Regions from separate parts of the Macaca mulatta genome. Here region 1 is linked to region 2. The links are chromatin contacts, called in public Hi-C maps. All regions are on one chromosome and are shown on one strand. The core of a region is the stretch at or near the end of the contact, and the rest is flanking DNA. Distances in the headings are between cores, read along the strand shown.

The links. A called contact is a pair of places that touch in the nucleus more often than the background predicts.
Region 1: a Hi-C map of liver shows a contact between it and region 2, with 8 times the contacts expected there. The contact joins the promoter of CASTOR1 here to the promoter of LOC144331820 in region 2. A contact is called at or near these places in 6 of 14 Hi-C or Micro-C datasets (CD4 T cells, blood, cortical neurons and 3 more).

Annotation. Positions count from the first base shown.
Region 1 is chr10:21,255,036-21,257,735 of T2T-MMU8v2.0, reverse strand. CASTOR1 (cytosolic arginine sensor for mTORC1 subunit 1) reads right to left here and starts at 1,291. Exons shown (of 9, transcript XR_013399347.1): 1 at 1,171-1,291; 2 at 494-564.
Region 2 is chr10:21,152,067-21,154,766 of T2T-MMU8v2.0, reverse strand. LOC144331820 reads right to left here and starts at 1,348. Exons shown (of 3, transcript XM_077950075.1): 1 at 1,197-1,348. The coding sequence starts at 1,301.

The sequences.
Region 1 (2,700 bases), core at 42-2,541, 100 kb before region 2:
CCAGCACAGCCAGGAGGCCTCCAGGACCCTCCCCTGAGATGGCTGCCTACTCCTGCATTCCTTCCCTCGGACTCCTGGAGTTCCCAGACCAGCAGGGGAGGAGGTGACCCAAACCAGGGAGATAAGACCAGGAGGAAATCATACCCAGGGACTTCTAACAGCAGCACTTGCCTGGAATCATAACAGAGGCCCTCCTGCAGGCCTAAGACTGCTGAGTGCCCTTCAGCGGTTTTGAGTTTATAAAGCCCTCATGGGACCCTGTTTTTCAGAACCAGAACTATACCCATTTTACATAAGAGAAAACAGCTCAGAGAGGGGAAGTGATTTGCTCAAGGGCACACAGCCAAGGAGTGGTGGAGTAGGATTCGAACCCTGACATATCTGCTTTTAAGGCTTAAGGTCGTGGGATGGATCCCAGCAACTGGTGAGAACCCTACAGAAGGGGAGCGCGACAAGCCCCTCCCGTACTCCCGTTCCCCAGACCAGCCCCCACCTTTAAAGCCCTCCTCATCCACCATAAGTGTGTAATCCTCAGGGGTCTCCGTCAGGCTGAAGAACTTGCACCTGGTTGGGAGTGGGGAGCATCTTCAGTTTGGTGTGGAGAACTGGGGATTGCGAGTGGATGTCTCTCCATCTGCCCCAGACACCTCCGCGACCCCGGGCCAGCGCCTTCCTGCCCCCTCGGCCTTTAATTTCCAGGGCAATGGGATGTTAGGCCCATCTCCGGGGTTGGGGGCTACTTTCCGGCCTCCCGACCTCTCCAGGAGCCTTCCACCCCTCCACTCCTGGATGGAGGAGAGGTTCACACCCGCGGCGACAGCCTTAGGGGCGTCGGACCTTGGACCCCCTAGTCCAGCCCCTCTGACCTGAAGGGAGGTGTCCTGGAAGGAGCTCCCCGGAGTGATCAGGTAGGAATGCCCACATTTGACACCACTGAGTTAAGCATTGCGCATCCCAGGCTGTTTGCGCTTTGCCCCTCGGAGGGGGCCTCACGGGGCCGCATAGGCTGTGGTCCCCCAGGCCGGATGGCGGCCGGAGCGGGAGAGCCCTCCCCACCCGCTCCCGCCCGCCTGCCTGCCTGCCTTACGGCGATCCTAATCCTCCGACCCTGGCCCGGAGCGACAGCAGAGCCCCCAGACCCCATCTGCGCTCCCGAACCCGGGCGCGCACCGGCTGCGGTGGGGCAGGAAGAGCAGCTTGATGAGCGGGTGGGTGTAGAGCCAGAGACCCGGACGGGCGACGCTCAGCACCCGCACCCGGTGTTCTAGGATGTGCAGCTCCATCGCGGCTCGCGCGGACCCGACCCCACCGCGAACTAGACCCAGGCCGCGCGGGAGGCGGGGCGGCGGGGGTGGTGCCCGAGCCTTAAAGGAGCCGCTGCGCGGCCGAGTCCACGCCGTCCGCTACGCGGCTGACCCGCCCAGCCAGGCGCGGCGTCCAGCTCTTTGACGGCCACGCCCCGCGGGAAGAGAAGCCTATTGGGTGGTCACGCCTCCTCCTAATACCAGAACCGCTTTCCAGCACACCGAGACCGCCCCGAACGCCTCCGCTTTTTTTAGCACTGGCTCGGGGATAGACCCCACCCCGTCTGACTCCTCCAGGTCCCGCCCATGACGCGCCCCCTCCCTGGGCTCCGCCCTTCCCGCGGAACGCCAGCTGCGCAGCGGGTGGGAGCATCCAGGAGGCTAGGGGACGTTTCTGTCCTTCTGGCACACACGTGGGTTTTATGATTGAGGTCCTTAAGACAGAAGGACCACGAAACGAACTGGAGCTCGACTGGGACCAGAACGCTGCCCCAAACCCCTGGAGCGATGAGAGGCATAGGTCGGCTTTGCAGCGCCGCCGGGCACCTTTCCCTCTCCTGCCTGTGGTGGCTGCAGGGGGCAGGGCCGCCAGCACAAGATTGCGATTGATACCTACCCTTCCCCGCTTGCGAGGGGGCTGACAAGTTGAAACCTGGCCTGGTAGCCCCACTTGTTCCTCTCATCCAACTTTCAAAATAGAAGGCACCCCGCCAGGGACACACAGAGATAGAATTCTAGCCACCTCTGCCTGAGCGACATACTTTGGGTTAGGGGGCTGGAGGTGGCCAAGGCCTAAGACTTGAGGTCCCTCGATACAAACAAAACCCAAAAGTGCTTGAGCCAGTGATGCCCAGTGCTCAAACTTTGGTGGGGGAGGCCCATGCACCTGAGGTTCAGTGAGTACTCAGACCTCAAGCCTGAAACTTGAGCCCCAAAGCCTGCAGCCATTAACTGGCCTGTGCACATCTAAACTTGCTTCAGGTTCAAGGAGGCCCCCAGCACTGGCAGACACCCCAGATCTTATCAGGCCCCCACAGGTCTAAGAAGACCCCAAGGCTGAGCAGGCATCAGCATGTCCATGTTGGCTCCATGCAGGGCCGATAATGCTCCAGGGGACCCTTGTCTGCCGGGAGCACCCTGAGGCCTCAGATGTAAGGCTTTGAACCAAGTAGATTAAAGCAGGCCTCAGGCCTGATTGGGACCCAGCAGGCCTGAGCAGGCCCTCTGCCTGCTCTGGAGCCCCCACCACAGGCAGATGGAAGCCAAGCTAAGCCTCCTCCCTGGACTCTCGGGCTTGACACATTCCTGTGGGACACTGTGTAGCCACCACATCCTGGCCTATCCCCTGGAGGACTAGGGGAAGGAGGAGCCTCTCAAAGGCTGAGCCCATCTCATC
Region 2 (2,700 bases), core at 99-2,598:
ATAGAAAACCATAACCACATACACAAGCAAGATCATTTCGGGCCACAGTAGGTGCCACAGGAACGAGATAAAATAGCATCAGAGAGGTGCTGGTGGCCAGAGGCCACTTCAGCCTCATTACCAGGGAAGGGAGACCCCTCTAAGAGCTGGTGTGTGGGCTAGCACCTGAATGGCAAGAATATTCAAGAGAAGGAACAGAAAATGCAAGTCAAAACAGTTGATACCAGCTGGGTACAGTGGGTCACACCTATAATCCCAGCACTTTGGGTGGCCAAGGTGGGAAGATCACTTGAGGCCAAGAGTTCAAGACCAGCCTGGGCAACATAGTGAGACCCCCATCTCTAAAAAAAAACCCACAAAAAATTAAAAAAAAAAAAAACAAAAAACCAGCCAATAGCTTCACTGTGTTCCAGGTACTCTTCAACGTTCTTTTTATGAATTAGCTCATTTAATCTCATTCCAATCATATGAGGTAGTAAGATTATCACTGCCACTTTACAGATGAGAAATTGAGGCAGAGGTCAAGTAACTTTGCTAAGTTATAGAACCAGGACCCAAACCCAGGTAGTCTGGTTCCAGAGTTGGTGGGCCCACCCCTATGCCATTCTGCTCTGAGAGGTCACTGGCGTGGGAACAAGCTTGCCTATGGAATCTGGACTCTATTTTAGCTCTATTTGGGGTGGAAATGGCAACCCATCCTTCCCAAGGGAAGTCTCCAGGCCCCTGCCAGCTAGCGCCAAAGCCACAGCAGGGGCCCCCAGCACCCCTCCGGCCCTCCCCTCCCCTCTGGGGGAGTCCTGAGGTCCCAGCTCCCTGCCCCCTGCCTCTGTGCTCACAGCTATCTGGGCCACATCATTCTAAAGGGATTTGGCTCTTGGAGACAACTGGAGACTGGTGAGAAAGGGCTTAGGGATTAGACAGTGATACCCAGGAAGGTAAAGGACTTAATCAGGGGTTCAACTGTGGGAAGTGGGGTGGGGAGAGGATTTTGTTTCTTTGCAAAGCCAGGCTGGACTGCGGAAGTGAGGAGGAAATGGGGCTCAGGGGAGGAGCCAGACAGGCTGAGTTTCTCACTCTCTGATGTGCCTTCAGAAGCAACACAATAGTCATAATAATCCCTCACCTGTGTGCGCCCACCTCTTCCCCAGCCATTACTTCACTTGCAATTTTCACAGCGATGGGATTAGTTCTCTCACCAGATCACAGACACCCAGAGGAGGCAGGTGACTTGAGGCGGCTGCAAGCCCCACAGGGCTGGGCTGGGAGGAGGGGAGGAGGCTGGGGCCAGGGCTTTTCTGCATGGCTGCCTGCAGGCACAAGGGCTTTCCAGAGAGTTCGTGCTGCCCTGGCCCCGTGGAAGTGGAGTGTTCCACAAATATTTGTTGAAGGGTTTAAAAGACTGTTCTTTCCAACTCTCAAATCACAGAGCCAATCTCTTTGCCACCCCCTTCCCCCTGGCACCACAGATTTTGAGGCCAGGGCACGCAGGAGGCCTCTGATCTCAAGGCCAGTGCCCTCATTTTAGTGAGGAAACAACCAAGGTCTAGAAGGCACGGGCCAGCAGCCCTGAGGAGACCCCCAAATGTGCGCCTTGCAGAATAGTCACGGCAGCACATTAAGCAAGGACATGGTCTCCAGTTCACACACCGGACTCCCAGTCCAGTGCTCCTTTCTGTGCACAGAGCTTCCCCCCAAGAAGAATCTGAAGCACAGGGCTCTGTCAGCACTAGGACTGCCACCCCAACGCTTCTCCTAGATCTCTGCGTGCCACCAGCCTTCTTTAAGTTGTTCACACTCTGTGTTCCCCTAACCAAAGTCCCCAGCAAGATATATCCATCACAGAAGGCTCTCCCCTCCAGCCTGCCTGACCCGGGAGACCTGGTTCTTCCTGTTGGGCCACACTGTTCCCTGATAGTTGCCACTACAATGCAAAATAGTCCACACCAAGGCCAGGAAAGGGGACATCTGGTTGGCAGAGGGTAGCTCAGGGAGAAGCTCCTGGAAACAGTATTTGATCAGAGTCTTGAGGGCTGGGGAAGACCTGGCAGGAGGATACAGGACACAGCAGCAACTCTCACAGAAGCAGGAGTGCAGAGGTATGTCTAAAGGACAGTGGGAAGCTTCTCAGACTGAAATAAAGTGTGTAGAGGGGGCAAGTGGCCCTTGGTGCCACAGGGAACGCTGGGATGGGGTGGGGGTAGGCCTCAGATGCAGATCAGTGGGATTGAGTTGACTCAGGAAGGAACCAGGGAGCCATTGAAGATTCTTGAGCAGGGGTGCAACATACCTAGCAGGGAGGAAGAACTGTAGGGCAGGGGTTAGGGGATAGAGAAAAAGTGGGGATGGGAGGGAGGGACTCTCTCTCGGTAGCCAGCTCCAAGGACTTCACCAGATTATTTATTCAGGTTTTTTGTTTTGTTTTGTTTTGTTTTGTTTTGTTTTTTGAGACAGAGTTTCACTCTTGTTGCCCAGAGTGGACTGCAGTGGCGCAATCTTGGCTCACTGCAGCCTCTGCCTCCTGGGTTCAAACAATTCTCCTGCCTCAACATCCCAAGTAGCTGGGATTACAGGTGCCCGCTACCAGGCCCGGTTAATTTTTGGATTTTTAGTAGAGATGGCGTTTCACCATGTTGGCCAGGCTGGTCTCAAGCTCCTGAACTCAGGTAATCCACCTGCCTCGGCCTCCCAAAGTTCTGGGAT